Linked DNA regions of Sus scrofa: region 2 is linked to region 1. Evidence: chromatin contacts called from public Hi-C data. All regions are on one chromosome and are shown on one strand. The core of a region is the stretch at or near the end of the contact, and the rest is flanking DNA. Distances in the headings are between cores, read along the strand shown.

Region 1 (4,544 bases), core at 1,996-4,495:
CAGTCCCTTTTCAGAGGGGCAGCCATGGCTTGCACGCCCCACACCCGTCTAAAGAACATAGGTAAATAGTCAGGACATAGACAGATGGCAGGGCCAGCGCGGGTCCTTCCTTCCCCGCCAGCTGCAACCCTCAGGAGGGTGCTGGGTACCGATTTTATAGCCTTGCAGCTAAAACCACCAGGAGAGAGCACCTGAAACCCTGAGGACAGTCAGAGAAGGGTCCAGAAAGCACTAAGAGTGGAGTCCAAGTTATAAAATTAGCTCAGCTGAGAACCAACCCTGTGTTACCCACTGAGCTGGGTTCTCTCAGCTGCAGGGACCGAGAGGCAGGCGAGGAACTGAGAGTGTGAGGATAGGGCCTGCAGGGGGCCCAGCTTTCGGGAAATTCAGAATTCCCCCAGCAAGAGAACATTGTTGCAGATTCTAGGTCACCATGAAAACCTCTCATTTTCTGCTTTGTTAACAACGCTCTCCCACACCATGGTGCTGAGGGCCAGTTCAAGCTGGCTCACTCGGCCGACAGCTGGCCAGAGCAGGCTGGTGCCCATAGACCACAGGGCAATACTCCAGACCCCAGACAGGTTGAAGTGCCTGCAAAGCAGGTTTCTAAATACTACAGCCTTACGCCTCCCATGAGGGACTTGGGATGCGGCTGGGCCAGGCCACAGGTCCCAGCAACACACCGCTACCACTCCAGCTGCAGATGGAATGGGCAACTTAGATGTGCCTAAAACAAACAGGACGCAAGGCCCATCGCAAAGAGGCCGCTCCACAGAGCCAAAAATAGTCTCGCTGGGTTTCAAGAGGATTCTGGTGAAGGAAGCATATACACCACCATCAGCAAAAAAAGAAAAATCAATGGAGCAGAGAACCAGATCAGCCCAACAGGGACCAAGACTCCAGAGATTCCCGCTGGCCTCACCCACGCCCCCATCCCCCTCTTTACTTCAACCACAAACTGGACCTGGATCTCAAAACCCAGTCCCATTGCCCCCAAGCCTCAGAGTATTTGTACACAGATGTTATACACACGATCCCATAGGTTGAATCTTAGAGCCAGGAATCAGACCATGGACTGGGAGCCCAAAATAAGTGCCAGTAAGCAGAAGTCCTTGGGAAGACTAGAAAGCAAGGATCCGAAAATGGAGCTGGGGTGAGACATACAGGGGTGAGTAATGATGGGTGATCAGGACGGGTGTGGCTCTGCTCCAGCCCCGGATAAAATCTTCACCCCGTGGATCCTCAGTGGCCCACTGAGTCAGAACTGCCTGTCGCCTCACTTCCTCCTAATGCATATTTTCACCTGCACTGACTTGTGCAGGAGCTGCGAACCGACACTCCTATGGCCTGGGAGCAACTGGAACATCTTTGGTTCCCCAAACGTGTCACATAACTAACTCTCCCAGGACAGGTGGCAGGGACTGCCCAAGACACAGCTCAATCCCAGCTAAAAGCATCCATCCAGGCGGCAGAGGTGACCCTCTCTGTATACCATCTCTGTGCGCCAGTGGTGGGATCAGAGGACAAGGAGGTGACGGCCCAGAGCATCCTGGTCCTGACCCACAGAGAGTATGGTCGTGAGAAGCACAGGGCTCCAGAACCAAAGACAGGAGCCATCTACCATCCCCAGCACCACTCCTCCCACACTGGGAATCTGCAATCAGGAAGAGGGTGGGATGGAGTTTGTTCAGGCACAGGATCAGTGTGAATGCTTCCAGTCCACAACAGCATCTGAAAATCACTCCCCCAAGTATCTACCTGTTCCTCCCCGGATTCCCAAGCACTCAATGATTTCCAGCCAGGGGCAGGTGTGTCCACCAAGGTGGTGGAGGTACCCACCTGCGTCTCCGTGGAAGGCGCTGTCCTGAGGCAGCCTGCCGGACAAGTTGTCCCCATCGCTGGGCCAGATCTGTCCCGTCTTGCGGACACCTACAATGGTGGCCTCCGACACAACCACCTGGCCCTGCCGGTGCCGCTTCTGGCACTGGGGCGTAGGGGGGCTGCTGCTGTCAAAGGATTGTTGAGAGTTCTGCGAGGGCGAGCGGCTCTTGTCCCGGAACATGCGGTAGGTGGTGGGGCTCGGGGACACGCGGCTGGACTGGCCGGAGGAGAAGTCCTCCTCGCTGGAGGTAAGGTTCTCGTTGGAGCTGCAGTCTGGGGTGTAGCCGCCTCCGCTGTCCTCAAAGCTCCGAGGGGAGTAGGATCTGCGGGGCCAGGTAAGGCGCTTCTCCTGCTCCGAGGTGCTCTGGCTGCGCTGGAGCGGGCCCTTGCCCTCCCCTTCCACCATCATGCCCCCGACGTAGATGCTCTGGTAGGGCTGGTACTCCAGGGGCGGCCAGGGGGGCCTGCCGCCGCCATTGGCATTGATCAGGTTGTCCTTTAGGAAGCGTGGGTTCAACTCAGCGTCCTCGTAGTCGCCATCGAGGCCGCAACCGCTCTCAGAGGTGCGTCCACGGTAGGAGGGCCTGGACACGTCCACTGGGCCGGACCCGGCGCTCTGCTGGGACTTCTTGCGCTCCATTTGCATGGCCTGGCTGCCCAGGGAGCTGATATGGTCCGACACGTCTTTGTCGTTGACCTTCACCAGGCCGCGCTCGTGGTGGAACTCGACGTTCACGTAGAAGGGTTTCTCGGTGTCTGCCGCAGTAGGCTGGCTGGGGCCCTTGCGGATCCTCTCGAAGTTGGAGCGCAGCGCCGCCACGCTGGTGGGGGGCCCGCGGTCGTCGCGGTCCGCGGGAGCGGCGGCCCCAGGCCTGCGCGTAGCCGCCGGCCTGGCCTTGCCCGGGGAGCCCTCCCCGTCGGGCCGCGCCTCGGGCTCATCCACTGGAGGAGGGTCGGCGCCGTCGGCGGGCGCAGGCGGGAGGCGCGGCGCGCGGGGCTCCGCGGCGCCGTCGGGGGGCTGCGCGGCGCGCCGGAAGCCCCAGCGCTGTCGGTCATAGCTCTTCTTCTCCTTGGCCAACAGCGTCTGCAGGTAGATCATGCGGAAGCGCTCCTGGTTCACCTCCTGCTCCAGGCGCCGGATGGAGGCCTTGCAGCGCTCCAGCTCCTGCTCGATGTCTCCCACTGAGCGCAGCTCCATGCGCGGCGGCTCCGAGTCCGGGAACTGCGCCTTCCACGCCTCGGCGAAGCCCACCGGGTCCACCATGGCGCTGCCGGCCTCACCTGCGCTAGCCGGCTGCGCGCGGGGCCCGGCTTAGCGGCGACGCGGCGGCCTCGCCAGGCCCGGCCCGGAGAGCCGGGTGGCCCCCATTCCCCCGGCGGGGCGGCGGCAGCAGCGGGGGGTGAACAATGCCCGCCCCCTCCGGGGCGGCAGGTGAAGCTGCGGCCCGGCTCCCCCGGCGTGGGGCGGGGCGCGGGGCGGGCGCGGCGCGCGCGCGCGCGGGGCGGGGGAAGGGCGCGGGGCTGCGCGCGCTGCTATTGTGTGCGGGGCTCCCAGCGCGCGGGGCGGGCACTGCCTCCGCTCCGCCGGGGCCGCTAGCCCATGGCCGCTGCTCGCGCGCTGCTCCTCGGGTTCCCGCGCCGCGCCCGGCCACCCCCTCCCCGCGTTGCGCTCTGCCCGCCGGCTCTCGCCGCACTCGCGCCCGGCCCGCACTCGCCGCCGCAGGAAGGGGAGGGCCGGGGGGCGGTGGCCGCGGCGCGGCGGACGGAGCGGGAGGGCCTCTTAAAGGGGCCGCTCCCCCACCCAGTTGCGGCACTGCCGGCGTTCCCGCGCTTGGGGAAACTGAGGCCTGGACAGCGAGTTCTGCCTTCCTGGGACAGGAATCCCGGGTCTTCATTGCTACCCAGCCCGCCGACCCCTCGCTGGCGTCAGGGCTGAGCGCGCCCCCAGCGGGGCCCTGCCCAGTGCGGAGCCAGCGGTGCCAACGGGTTGGTTGATGAAGCAACATCTGCCACACAGGATTGTCACAGAGATAATCAATAGGGATTTCTCCCTGAGGCCACCTAACACCCAGGTCTCCCTTCCTGCGGGCCTAAGCTGGGAGTTCCTCCCAGGGATGCCTGACTTAGAATTTATCTGTGTAATCTGCCTCTAAGGGGGTCGAAAGGGGCTGGGCGAAAGATAGGATACCCCAAGTGGGTAGTGAAACAAAATCTTTTCTCATCCCCCAGGGAAGCCCAGCGATCCTAGACACAAAGCAAGAAGGGTCACTGGAGGGAATTTGGGGGGTGCAAAATGAAAATACCCCTATCAGCTGGCAGGGTGAGGGGAAAAGGAAATAGGATTTGATTTGTCAACCAGAGAACCAGGCTTGAGTCCTGCCCCTCCTCCCACCCCACGTCTCTGTTTCCTGGGCGTTGCCAGGAGCCCCCTGTTGGAGTCCGTGGGGGACTATTGTCACTGCATGGATGTGAGAGGTTATCTTACCCTCCCCCAGGTTTCAGTGCCACCCAGAACGGATGCCCTGACATCTAATCTAGAGGAACAGAGCCCAGGGCCAGCAGCCAGGCCAGCCTGGCTGGGATTCAGCTCTCTCCCACTCCAGGCTTTGTGACCTTGGCAATTCCCTTTCCCTCTCTGAGCTGAAGTTCTGTCCTCATATGTA
Region 2 (4,460 bases), core at 1,961-4,460, 78 kb before region 1:
TTCTCCAGAAACAACCAGGGGCCTGCTGGTTGCAGCCCAGACCCGTGGGACGGGCCACATTCACCCACCCACACATCCCAACTTGCTCCCTACCTGGCACCTCCCCTGACCCCATCCTCCCATGCCAGATGGCTGCAGGCCGTCGGGCGGCCCTGCACTCTGAGAGCTTGCATGGGTCCCAGCAGGTCCCAGAGACCAGGCGTGGCATCAGATGCCAGGCAGAACTCACGCACTGGCCATCGTGAGGGGCTGCTGCCCGCTCACCCTGCAGAGCTCAGCCTGGCTCCCTGGCTGCCCCACCTTCTCTCTCTGGATGTCACTCTTGATCTGAGAGATCTTGATCTTCATGGCATCCAGCTCCTCGTCCAGCACCAGGGGGATGTTGGGCGCGGCCTCCGACTCATCCACTGTCTGGAAGCTGAGATCCGTGAGCGGGATGTACCATTTGCAGTCGTACTGCTGGGTTTTGCTGGGTGGGGGGAGGGGCACATTAACAAGCTGACCACTTTCCTTTGCTTAAGTCACTGCTTTTGAGTTTGGGGAACCCCAAGTTCATGGCCACAAAGTTTACCCGACCTTCAAATGCTGCTCATGGTCCCTAAGATAGGTTAAGATAAGACCATAGGGAGCCACTGGGGACCCAGCCTTGGTACCCCTTGGAAGGGGTACTATGCACATGCGACTCAAGCCCAGGGGTCTAACAAGCCCCCACCTACCCTAACCCTGTGCTGACAGTGGAGTTCATAGGCTCCGTGGTGCAGCAGAGCATCAAGGCTGTCAATGACACTCAGGACAGGACTGCTGTCACCCCCAGGGCTGCAGAGTTTGAGGGGCTGCAAATCTACCCAGTTGTAACCCTTCCCTTGACAGATGGGGAAACTGAGGCTTTCCTCCGATTAAGTCCACTTGGCATGGAACAGCTGAATGGGCTGAGTTCAGTTCTGGTCATTCCTACTGTGATCTTCTTTCCTGCCTTCCAAACCCTGCAACCCGGGTGGTCTGATCCCTGCGGGTGTGGGGCGGGTGGTGGGGGGGTCTGCAGGCCAAAACTGAGAATCACTTAGAAGATACCGCGACCTTAGGAAGACAAAGTGCAGGGATCGTCTAGTGATGCCTGCTGAGGGCAGGGGAGGGGCAGCCACTGTCCAGCACCCCCTGCACTAGACCCTGACCTGTCACTCACTCCTCCCTGACAGATCACAATGCGACAGCCCCCCAACAGCACCTGAAATCATGGATTCCCCTTTCACTGTTAAAGACAACAGCCTGGTCACCCACCTTGACCCAGAATGTCTCCAGATTGTTAATGATGAACTTTGACCTTGAGCCTGGCATCACGTCTGGTTGGAAAGAGATCATAGCTTTTTTTTCTTTTTCTTTTTCTTTTTTTTCCTGGGGTCGGGCATACCCACAGAATATGGAAGTTCCAGCTAGGGGTCGAACCGGAGCTGTAGCTGCCAGCCTACACCACAGCCACACCAGATCTGAGCCATGTCTGAGACTGACATTGCAGTTCACCGCAACACTGGATACTTAACCCACTGAACTAGGCCAGGAATCGAACCTGAATCCTCATGGATACTAGTTGGATTCGTTACCCCTGAGCCATGGTGGGAAGTCCTAGAACGTAGCTTAATGGGAACGGCCTGGCCACAGGGTTCCAACCTCTCCAGGCTCGCTGCAAAGAACACTAGGTCTCCTCCTAGAGAAGCTGCCCTGAGCCCCCTGGGACTGTGCATCTGGTGGGGGCCGGCTCACTCACCCTCCACTCTGCTTCTTGAGCTTGGTGCACAGGAGCAGGTCGGTGAACAGGAAGACATGCCGCAGCTTGCGGGCCCCCTCCACCAGCTCCACCATGAAGCTGTCCTTCAGCAGCTGCCGGTGCTGTGGGCGGGCAGGGGCTGGTCAGGGCAGGGGCAGCCAGGCCTCCACCCCCACCCCCACTTTTAGCTCATCCACTTTAAACACACACACACTACACCCTTGCTCTTTGTTCCACAAAGTTCCTGAGCCCCTGCGTCCATGGCTGGTGGAGGAGGGTGAGCAGACAGGGTAATGGCCAGTGGACTGGAGGCCATGTGGCAGTCAAGGTGATTGTCTGCTGTGAGGACGGTAGGGGGAAAGAGACCCTCAGTGGGGGGCCATGCCTCCCCAGCACACACCAGAGACCCAGAACAGGCAAGAAGCTGGCCACATGAAGAGGGAACATTCTGGTACAGGGACTGTCAGGGCACAGGTGAGAAGAACTTGGTGCTCCAGGCACAGATGGGCAGCTAGGTGAGTGGGAAGGAGACAGACCGGAAGAACTCTGAGGGGGGCAGGCCTGGAGGTCATGCTAAGGGCTGGGCCTGGAGCTGAGGGCTTTCTAGGCTGCCTGGGGTCAGTGCCCACTGATGGGCAGGGGCTCACACAGAGGTTACACCTCTGATGCCCATCCAACACTGCAGCCGGACCTTGAGGTGGCCTCAGATGAGCCGGGAACTGGAGGCACAAACCCCCAGCAAGTGCTGCTCCTCCCTGTCCCTGGAGGCTTCACCTGAAAGACCAAGGGACAGTCCCACTGGCTTGCAGAGCTCCAGGGCACATGGACATTAGCAGGCAATTCAGCCAACAAACAGGGCTGAGGACACGGAGACAGGATGAGAGGCTGCCCTACCGCCTTGGGGGATGCTGTGCCTGGTCAATGATGTGACCCCATAACACCCCGTGGGTGGGTCCTTGTGCCATTCTGCAGACGAGAAGCCTGAGCCTCAGGGAGCAACACCAGACAGTGAGTGGGGACACTCAGTGGTCACTACCCTTGGGACCCCACAGCCCAGGAGGCGAGACTAGGGGCCCCTCAGGGAAGGAACCCCAGAGAGGGCAACTCCCAGGCCCTCACGCATCCGGAGGGTCAGACATGCACACCACAGTAGGCCAAGACTCACAGCCCCTCACTGCACCCCTGCCAAGTCTGGGCCCCTGGCTCCACTCTCACATGCAGCCGGAGATTCTTTTCAGGGAGACTGTGCCTCCCTGAACTCCCCCACGCTCTCTGCAGGAGTCCCCCAGATACACTGCAGCCTGGGCTGAGGCCCTCCACTAATACTCCCACGTCACTGTCACCTGAAGCTCAGCTCACGGCGGCCGCCAGCCCCTGGCTCAGAGAGCAGATGATTTATGCAGGAGCTGCCGGTGCCTACCAGACTGTAAGTGGAAGGGCAGGAGGGCTGCCCGCGTGCCAAGGCCATGACTCATCGTCACTGTCCTCGCCTGCCTGCTGTGGGCAGAGGCCCGGCCTACATCTGCACCCATGGGAAACACAGAAGTGTGTACCCCTGGAGATACTGCCAGGCAGTGGTGGGTACCCAGGCAGCCTGACTGAGGGGTCTGCACTGGTGGGGGGGCAGGTCTGGGAAAGGTCCCGGGACACTGAGGTCCTCGAGGGACGAATGGGCAAATGCCTCCTCAGCAGGGACGTGGCAGAGGGTCTTCCAGACCAGGAGGCAGGACCCAAGGACCTCCGTTAGGGGAAACTGCAGGCCTTTTCCCTACACAAAGGGGCTGAGCTTCTGCCTGCTGCCAGCAGAGGGCGCCCTATGTCCAGCTCAGACATGGACTCATCCCCCTTCTGGCAGGTCAGAATCTGCTGGGGTCCCAGCCACAACGGAGCCCCCAGTGGGCCCTCCCCTTCCCCTTACTAGGTCCTGCCACTCACATATTTGACCTTAGCCCCACCTTGGGCACCACCTTCATCCTCCAGAGACCACCAGGGTCACCCTGGCACTTGTGGTGGTCTGTAGGCCTACCCCTCCCTGTTAGTGGACATAGAGCCCCTTGTGCTCAGACGGCAGCCCTGTGGACTCAGTTGCTGGGCCCCAACCCACACATCCTTCCTGTGCAAATCCTAGTCTTTCCAGGAGAAACTCCCAGCCCACAAAGTTTTGATCCTACTCTGTGCAGCACCCCATCTCTGAGGGCTGTGCATGGAGCACAGCATGAGGGTGGACGGCATGGCTGTCCTTCGAGCACAGCAGGACCTCACCACCAGCTTCCCTGTCATGTCATGAGCGCCCCCCATCCCAGGGAGGCCCCAGGCTTCGGTTCTGAATCCCAGCTCACGCCAGGGTCCTGCAGTGACTCAAATAGAAAATGCCCCACAGACAGGCGACGTGCAGGAAGGGTCTCCCAGCTCTGGGAAAACAGGGTCCCCAGCCACAATGCTGACAAATCCAGGAAGGGAGCATGGACCCTGGCAGAGGGGCTGGCGTCACACTGTCTCCCAGGCCTGCGCCACTCTCTCCAGGCTGGTGGTCCCACCTGAGTAGCAGTCCGGGGCTCCAACCCTTGGTAAGATGCCTCCTTCTCGTTCAGAGAGACAGCAGGGGATAGAGGTCAACAGTGGGTCTGTGTGAGGCCCTGAGAGTGGCCGCTATGGTCTCTGAGTGAGGGGTCCAAAGAGGCTGCTGGATGGAGAGGAC

The links. A called contact is a pair of places that touch in the nucleus more often than the background predicts.
Region 2: a contact with region 1 is called in a Hi-C map of omental adipose tissue, with 2.5 times the contacts expected there. The contact joins the enhancer-like site here to the promoter of BCR in region 1. A contact is called at or near these places in 1 of 5 promoter capture datasets (liver), 20 of 47 Hi-C or Micro-C datasets (adipose tissue, alveolar macrophages, blood and 13 more) and 2 of 2 datasets of contacts at active chromatin or transcription factors (alveolar macrophages and skeletal muscle).

What each region holds. Positions count from the first base shown.
Region 1 is chr14:49,207,363-49,211,906 of Sscrofa11.1, reverse strand. It overlaps BCR (breakpoint cluster region protein), which reads right to left and starts at 3,245. Exons shown (of 23, transcript XM_021074056.1): 1 at 1,840-3,245. The coding sequence starts at 3,145.
Region 2 is chr14:49,285,096-49,289,555 of Sscrofa11.1, reverse strand. BCR (breakpoint cluster region protein) reads right to left here. Exons shown (of 23, transcript XM_021074056.1): 9 at 1,763-1,884; 10 at 301-469. Among named protein-coding and RNA genes, the nearest start is that of SPECC1L, 46 kb to the left of the region's middle. Within about 2 kb of position 3,210, at least 18 of the 83 cell types and tissues checked have an H3K27ac peak or open chromatin away from gene starts, as enhancers often do. A contact at or near this core is called in omental adipose tissue, where this site is marked.